Regions from separate parts of the Mus musculus genome. Here region 2 is linked to region 1. Evidence: chromatin contacts called from public promoter capture Hi-C data. All regions are on one chromosome and are shown on one strand. The core of a region is the stretch at or near the end of the contact, and the rest is flanking DNA. Distances in the headings are between cores, read along the strand shown. Region 1 holds the start of Med23 (mediator complex subunit 23). Region 2 overlaps L3mbtl3 (L3MBTL3 histone methyl-lysine binding protein).

Region 1 (4,413 bases), core at 1,343-3,842:
CAGATCAAATCCCAGGCAAATCTGCGTTACACTGAGATTATATCATGTGTGTTATACACCTCCCCTCCATAACTAAGACAAAAAAAAAAGCTTTTGATTTATACCAATATTATGCCCAATATTCAATCCTATGCCTGATCAATAGTACTACTTACTGTAACACTACTTAAAAGTAGTGGGCCGGCCGGGCAGTGGTGGCACACGCCTTTAATCCCAGCACTTGGGAGGCAGAGACAGGCAGATTTCTGACTTTAAGGCCAGCCTGGTCTATAAAGTGAGTTCCAGGACAGCCAGGGCTATACAGAGAAAGCCTGTCTCGAAAAAAAAAAAAAAAAGTAGTGGGCCGGCGGTGGTGACGCACACCTTTTATTCCAGCTCTTGAGAGGCAGAGGCAGGCGGATTTCTGAGTTTGAGGCCAGCCTGTTCAACAAAGTTCCAGGACAGCCAGGGCTATATAGAGAAACCCTGTCTTGAACACACACACACACACACACACACACACTCACACCCAAAGTAAGTAAAAAGTGAAGAGAAACATCTAGCTAAGCATGGTGGTCTATCCTATGACACCAGGAAGCAGAGGAAGGCAGACTAAAAGTTCAAGTCTAACCTGGGCTACATAACAAAACTCTATCTGGAAAAAAAGAAAGAAAAATTTGAAAGCAAGAAGGTAGTTAATAAATATAGGTGGTAAGGACACATAACAATATGCTACACCGCTATAAGAAGTAAGAAAGAAACTGTAACTCAAAAAATTCCTTGAAATACCTTTAGAACTTATTATTAATGGTGAGAAGTACAGAGCTAACTGCTGACCAATACCTATGGTATATGGTGATTCTATAAAAATAATTCTGAGCCGGGCGGTGGTGGCGCACGCCTTTAATCCCAGCACTTGGGAGGCAGAGGCAGGTGGATTTCTGAGTTCGAGGCCAGCGTGGTCTCGAACTCAAAAAGCAGAAAATAATAATAGTAATAATAATTGTGAGCCTGAGGATGTAGTTCAGAGACGACTGTGTGCCTAGCATGTGGACACATGTTCACATGTTCGGAGACCAGTGTGTGAGGCCCTGTGTTCACCCCCCACACCCCAGCACTGTTTAAAGAGAAAAGAACGAAGATGGCTTTATAATCCTAGAACTCAGGACACAGAGAGACAGTCTTATAGCTAAACAGTTCTGGGAACACAAACTAGGATGCTGGCTTCAGACAGGAAGGGCAGGTGGCTGAGCTAGATCAGGAAGACGGCCAGCGTGTGGAGCTTGGTCACGCTTGCCTTATATATTTCAGGTTCACGTCAAAGCATGACCTGTTGAAAATAGAAAGTTTAAAACATGAACATATTGCCTTTAGGATCCATAACTGGGTGGCAAATTTTATACTAGCTCACAGGCACAGAAAGCCCAGCGGCTCACTTCTCTGTCTACAGTGCATCATGAGAAATACTACTCTAGTGGGGACTCTATCACAGTGTCTTTATGAGGACATATTTATAAATACTGGGCCATTTTTTGAATAGTGACATTTTTCTTTTACGAGAAAAGTTTAGCATATCTGTTTCCATTCAAAGCCAATTTATACAAAGAGGATAAAAACTACCTTACATAATATAACATAGAAGGAAATTTTTAAAACATTTCCCACTGCAATCTTATTACCTTGAACTTTTAACACAGGTTCTCCAGTAAGTACATTTACATAAAATGACAGCAGTCTTATTTTTCCCTTTCCTAAACGATCTTAAGAAAAAGATCAAAGAAGATGTAAAAAGTAAAAAGGAAGGCGTCAAACGTCATTAAGTGGATGTTCAACATGAAATGTCTCACCTGAGAAAGTCCACTCCAAAACTGCCGGAAGGCCGCCAAGCAGCTAATTAGTTTTGTTTTTTCATCCTCGGGGGTATCCATAAACATTCTGAAAAAACAAAAATCACATTATCTGCTGCTAGTTTTAAACAGGTACACATCCTGCAAGGTAGATTTTTTTTAACTCCTCAAAACCAACTTAAGTGGAATCTAACAAAGATAAATCTACAAACAACAATTAAAAAAACACACACACACACACAAAGATCTGCCTGCCACATACTCACCCTGGGAAGGCCTCTTCTATAATTTCTGTTTTCTGCAAACAAACAAAAACTAGTAAACGATCTGACTACTAAAAGGGGGCGGGGTGGGAGATGTCCCCGAGAGAAATATTCCCGGGCAATACAGATAGAGCACGACACTTTTATGGGGACCGCGGCGGGAACTAACAGCACTTTCTTAGATCTGGCAGCAGTCCGGGGATGGGGGGACCGCCACCCCGGTTCAGACGCCTATGTCAACATAGGGGCGGGAAAGGAGCTGGCCCAGGCCCGCAGCCTGGAGCCGCACGCAGCCTGCACTTCCCGGAGCCATGGCTCTGGCTTACGGACAGTGGCACTCACCACCACCTCCTCGAAAATGCTCTGCAGTTGCGTCTCCATCGGTACCATCGAGCCCCGGGCTCCCGGGGAACCCGGCGACAGACGGGTGAGAGCCAGGGTCGGGAAAGAATGGAGCGGAGGGGCGGAGCCACCAGCAGGAAGCCGCCGCTCTCTCTTGCTCTGTTACTTCCTTCGGTGCCAGGCGAATGAGCCCGCCCGGTGCTTACCCGTTACCAGCCCCTCTGAAATCTGTATCTCAGCCTGTTGGTTCCGCTCGTAGAGGTGACCCCGTAAGCTGACAGCGCTGCTTGATCCCGGGCAAGGCCACCCTCTCCTGGCTGGAGCCGGAACTGCGACCTGTTTGGAGTTTCATTTGCAGATCCGAATCACAAGGGCTGTGGCCAGAACCAAGTGGGTGACTGTCAAGAGCTGACCTCGTGAAGCAGTTGATACCACGTTATTCTTGCCCAATAGGACCCATGTCTTCACTATGGTACCCTCAGTTGCTAGCACAGTGATGGGCGTGTCGTCATCGTTTATTGAATGTTGAAAAAAAAAAAAAGAATAAACCCTTTATTGTTAATTCGCAAATAAGTGGCGGTACTAAGTACATCATTTTAAAACAATTTTCCCATCATCCTGGTAAATTTCTGAAAACTTTTTTTTTTATTGTCTTAGTATGAAGAAATTTTTGTCTATCCAAAGGCTATTCGTCAATGTTTTCTTCCAGAAACTTTGTTCTAGCTTTGGTATTTAAGTCCATATTTTTTTAATTGGTTTTCATGACTGGAGATAAGTTCTCACAGGACTTTTCCCTCTTTGGGGAGATGTAAATAAATGTTTATAAACCCTAAATAGAGGACATTGACAGATTAAAGAAAGGATCTTGCCGGGCGGTGATGGTGCACGCCTTTAATCCCAGCACTTGGGAGGCAGAGGCAGGTGGATTTCTGAGTTCAAGGCCAGCCTGGTCTACAAAGTGAGTTCCAGGACAGCCAAGGCTACACAGAGTAACCCTGCCTCAAAAAAAAAAAAATCTCATTCAAATCCAGCTTGGTAAAACAATGAGCTTATTATAGTTTCTTATAGAAGCACGTGACTCGGGTACCCTCATTACTAGGAACTCCTACCTCAAGCATAGATGACTTACAAAAAGGCATACCAGTGTAGTACCCTCCCAATAAAATATTTAAATTTAACACAATGTTGGAGAATTAGAGGGGCTTCTGGGGAATCGTGTAAGGACCATCTTGAGTTTCCATGGCGTCTTCATTTTATTTTATAGTTTTGAGACAGGGTATTTTGTATCCCAAGTTGACCATGAACTTACTATGTAGCAGAGTGACCTTGAATATTTGATCCTTCTATTTCTCATGGCGAGAGATGGGACGCCCCTGAGACTATCTGCCAGGAAGAAGTGTTGGGTTAGGTTTCAGATTGGACCTGGGGTTAGGGTTAGGTGTGCTAGGGTTTGGGTTAGGATTGAACTCAGGGCTTCCTGCTTGCTAGACAAACAGTTTACCAGTAAAGACACATTCCCACTCCCATCTCTCATGTGGGTTTCAGGCAACTGAAGCTGCTCTGCTCTAACAGTGAAGCAGGCACTGCTTCCTGAGAGCTTATGGGCAAGAAGCTGGTGATTTTCCAGTCATAGTCTGGCAGAAACTTAGCTTCCCAACAAATGTAAATGATATCCAATCACTGTATATAGCATTGTTTACTGTACCATAGCTACTGAGATGAACTGTTTAATTTTCTAGTTGAAGAGTAGCCTGAAAGACTTAACATTCAGTGTTCTGTTTGCTGTGGACATGATATGAAAGACTGTGTAGTTTAAATAATAGAGATTTATGTTGATGTTGATACAAATCTGGAGGACAGACAGTCTCCCTGGCTGGTAGATGGACATCTTCAGCTTTCTTGTTGTCTTTCCTTTTTGTGGCTGAGGTTGCTATTGTTCCTCCATATTCTCCTCCTTTTTTTTCCTCTTCCCATGTCTTCTG
Region 2 (4,468 bases), core at 1,323-3,822, 1.5 Mb before region 1:
GTTCAAATATATTTCCTTCCTTGTTCCTTTTCTGTACATTCATCATTATATCCATTTAGAGTTAAAAAATAAAGTTAAACGCCAGCTGTATCTAAAAATAATAAAGTTATAAATTATGGGTTACATTTTATTTATTGAAAAAAAAAAAGCCATTTGATTGCAGTAGGACTGGTGGTTCTTTGTAATGTTCCTAAGTCTGTCCACATGTGCTTTCACTCTAGGGTATAAAGAAGAAGAATTTAATTGGCAGTCCTACCTTAAGACTTGCAAAGCCCAGGCTGCTCCCAAGTCATTATTTGAAAATCAGAACATAGTAAGTGCATCTAACGTACTTTTCTTTCAGAATAAGTGATTTTTTTAAAGTGTCTCATAGGATAAATCACAAGCAATAACAAGGAGCTATAATAAAATTTATTGCCTTGGTAAGTAGAGTTCCCATGTCTTAATTAAACTTTAAAATTAGCTTAAATTCTTCATGAATAAATGTCAATTTATAACCATATTATGGTTGTCTTACTCAATGGTAGAAGACAACATAATATGAAATCCAGGTGTGACTTACAATTAAGATGGATAAAAATAAAATCGGTTGAAACATTATACTGTTACCTTCATTTAATTAGGAGCGCTGCTCAGCCGGAATTCACATGGTGTGATGGATGTAGCCCTGTTTGAGTTGCTGGCGGGAGGTCACTAGGGACTCTGCTATGCCTTTATTGAAGCTTATACCTTTGGTGGTCATAGTTATTGTAGGAAAAGCAAAGGCAGATGTGGGTGCATTTTCTGTTTCTTGTCTGTCTTTGTGCTTTCACTCTGTGTTCCTCCCGTGGCATATCCAAGGTGTCCTGATGCATTGCACCCTTCCCTCTCCAAGATATTATCTAAGCGCAGCAAATAAAATATGTCATTCTTATGGCTCACAAGGACTAGATGCAAGGGCACATACAACCTTTCACTGCAGATAAATGAACCTCATGATTCTGAACCCTGGAATTAAGGTTTTCCAGTGCCCTCAGTGGACAGTAGAACAGACTCTCTGCAGCCTGGGTCTCTAGTAAGAGTCTGAGCATCCTCCTGCTCTGGATTCATCCTTTAGGTAGCAGGGAGTAAAGAGGACAGAGGGGCAGCAGTGACACTCTCAGGGTTCCCTCCAGATGGAACAGGTATTAGCATCAGGGAAAACTTTCAGTCTGGGCAGTGATGTCAGGCAGCTGTTTTGAGGGTACAAATCTAATGGAAGAAATATGCTCTGATTAAATTGAACATAAATTATGTCGAATTAAAGATTAAAAGGAGAAAGAGAGAGAATATGGTCAGCCTATTTTATTATCTCTTAATTGGGCCGACAGCTTAATCAGTGGAATGTAAGTGTTCCCCCCACCCCCATAAGTGTTCTCTGACAAGATGTATCCCTGGAGAAAAGTCAGTGGGGTGGATGTGCAGCAGCCTGTGTCTCTGCCCCATAGCTGCTCCTCTAGTAATGACTTGCACCATGTCGTGATTAACTGCCCTGAACCATCACTAGATTCTAGACATGGTTAACACACAACCTAATCTTAGGCTGTGTTTTGGCATTGGAGAGTTAAATCTATGTCTACATTCTCCACCTCAGAATAGTCAGGTATTTATGGTCATAAATAGATATTAAAATTATGTGATAAATATTATAAATATATAATTTCAGGGTTCAAATGTATGTTAAGTGCTCTGTATATTATTTGCATGTGCCTATTTAATTCACTTAGGTCTTAACAGCATTTTCAGATATATTGGGCTACATTTTTGCAACTCTACTTGTATAGTTTTACTTTGTAGCATTTACTTGCTTAAAGCATTACAGTGTTACCCATATGCTTCGGTTTGAAATGAAGGATTTTCACTGGAGGGTAGAAATGACTTACATTGTTTTGTGGCTGACATAAGGAATATTCCAGTATCGTACTCTGAGATTACGATATTTTTCCACAAAAAATTGTGAGGGTTACTTACACATTGGTTTCCCTCAAGCACTAGCTTAGTGAACTTTTATGGCTGATACTATGTGGATTTCCTTAAAATACTTAATATTCCTAATGACAGTGTATGTTGACAGGGAGCTCCGCTGCAGCTGCTGTGAACAGAACTTTCTGTAGTAGCAAGCCAAACTTGTAATAGCTTGAAGCTTTTCATATAGGAAGGTGACCTACTTTCTTGAGCGAGTACTTGAGAGATGTTCACAGAGCTAAAAGTGAATTAGTAATGACTCCACATTTTTAAGAGAATTAAGTGCATCTTTTCTGTGAAATAATTTTCATTGTCCGATCTGAAATCAAGGAAAAGAAGGCCAAATAAGCCATGTGTTGACTCAGACTTGCCTGCCTAGTATCCGTCTCCTAACTAAGGTATTAAAGCACGTGCTGAAATTAATTATTTTAAACTCTGCAAGCTTGGGGGTGTTTAGTTCTGAGGCCCAGTTAATTGAATGTAACGTAGAGCTTTGTTTGTCTTTGTTGCCAGTAGAAAGCAACCCCACTGTGAGGCGGCCAATAGCGGTTCTAAATGAGGTGAAAGAAGCTGTGAATGCCTGTCCTTGAAGCAGGGTACAGAGTGTGTAGGTCTTTGCTGCTGAAGTGCGCGCTCATCTCTAATTAAATCTGCGTGTTTCCATAGACAGTGATCCCGTCAGGCTTTCGAGTTGGGATGAAGCTCGAGGCTGCAGACAAAAAGAGCCCTTCTGTCATCTGTGTTGCTACGGTAACAGATATGGTGGACAATCGTTTCCTGGTACATTTTGACAACTGGGATGAGAGCTATGACTATTGGTGAGACAGTTTCCATTACAACGCTTTTGAAATTTTAATGCTTATCTAGGGAAAAAAATCAGTACACAGTTCAAAATAAGGGACAATATGAAGTTCATAAGAAGCCCAAAAGTTCTAACTATGACTGACGTCAGCCTCGCTCTTAGGAGGTGGTGCAGGAGGATCGGGGCTCAAGGCCATCCTCTGCTACCTAGGGAATTGTGAGACTGTCTTGAAAAGAATAACAGTGCTCACATGGCAAGTCATGACTACCCTTAACTTTGTCTCTGGGGAGTCAAGTGCCCCCTTCTGTTGTCTGAGCACTGCACACACGGTACACAGAAATATAAGCAGGCAAATTACCCATACACAGAAAAATAAAATAAAATACTATAAGAGAAAAGAAAGAAAATAAAAAGCAAAAATTAAATCAAAATTCTGCTCCACTTTTTTGTATTACAGGTTTGTAAGCTTGTTCTACATTATATTTTTAAGCATGTCCCATGCCAGGAGTGGTGGCCCACACCTTTAATCCCAGCACTTGGGAGGCAGAGGCAGGCGGATTTCTGAGTTCGAGGCCAGCCTGGTCTACAGAGTGAGTTTCAGGACAGTCAGGGCTACACAGAGAAACCCTGTCTCGAAAAACCAAAAAAAAAAAAAAAAAAAAAAAAAAGAAGAAGAAGAAGAAGCATGCCCCATATTGTATCTCTAGTACAATATATTTCTAATGAAATCCTTTGAAATGACTCAGGATGTGTATTTGATTTAACAAACATAAAATTTGTATTCCTGAATTCCCAACACATGCCTCCATGTCTGAGCATGCACAGGCTCATTTTCTTCCTCATCTTGAGAGTCTTGTATAACTCTTTGAGAATTTTAACTATCTTTCCATATATTTATACTCAGCTAATTGAACCATTCAGATAGCTGAATACAAATGATATCATTTAAGGAATATTTTTTATTATTATATTATCTTACCATTTTCATAGTATGATGCTCTTAAAGTACAAAGTCTCTTTGTATTGCCCTAACTTTCCTGAAACTTGAGGTGCAGAACAGGGCTGGCCTTGAACTCACAGAGATCAACCTGCCTCTGTTGTCCAGGACATCACAGTGTTTTAAAGCCATAATTACTTCTTCAGTATGACATTGACTCTGCACATGGATTTCTGGAAGAAAGTAATGACCATGGGAAGCTTTTCACAAGTGCCCTGGTGAATAAACAGATAGAACCCTGCTTCCTTCTGATAAATGCAAAGGGAAATCTGCTCTCTTATAACTCATTCTGCATATTTAAAAGCATACACTAATGCCTTTATCTTCAGACTGGGATGTCTTTGAGGGCTACTTATGTTTCTATTGACATGAAATGATATTTTGTTAATTGTCAGCAAAAGAAAGTGTGTTCCCTTCCTTAGTGTGCAACTAAGGCACATTTAAAATTGCTTAATGCTGGACTGTCTCTATTTCTCTAGTCTTTTGAATTTGGGATTTTTTTCTTCCTGTATAAATTACTTTGGTGTGTAATTGAGGTTACATATTTCCTTTCCTTTTTTAGTTTAAAGTAGTTTTGAAATGAGAGCTCCCAGCCCCGTAGTATAGAGATGCTGTATTCCACTTTATACAGAAGAAATGAAAAGCATGTGTCTGTCTACATCAAGATAGTGTGTGTTTAGTTGTAA

What was found. Promoter capture Hi-C pulls out the DNA fragments that hold promoters and counts their contacts.
Region 2: a promoter capture Hi-C map of hippocampal neurons shows a contact between it and region 1, with 7 times the contacts expected there. The contact joins the enhancer-like site here to the promoter of Med23 in region 1. A contact is called at or near these places in 5 of 39 promoter capture datasets (embryonic stem cells, hippocampal neurons, liver and 1 more), 1 of 115 datasets of contacts at active chromatin or transcription factors (large pre-B cells) and 1 of 9 other capture datasets (adipose tissue).

The regions. Positions count from the first base shown.
Region 1 is chr10:24,868,165-24,872,577 of GRCm38.p6, reverse strand. It overlaps Med23 (mediator complex subunit 23), which reads right to left and starts at 2,592. Exons shown (of 30, transcript NM_001166416.1): 1 at 2,432-2,592; 2 at 2,093-2,124; 3 at 1,827-1,914. The coding sequence starts at 2,479.
Region 2 is chr10:26,326,020-26,330,487 of GRCm38.p6, reverse strand. L3mbtl3 (L3MBTL3 histone methyl-lysine binding protein) reads left to right here. Exons shown (of 22, transcript NM_001359254.1): 11 at 222-313; 12 at 2,650-2,801. Among named protein-coding and RNA genes, the nearest start is that of L3mbtl3, 46 kb to the left of the region's middle. Within about 2 kb of position 2,572, at least 35 of the 459 cell types and tissues checked have an H3K27ac peak or open chromatin away from gene starts, as enhancers often do. A contact at or near this core is called in hippocampal neurons, where this site is marked.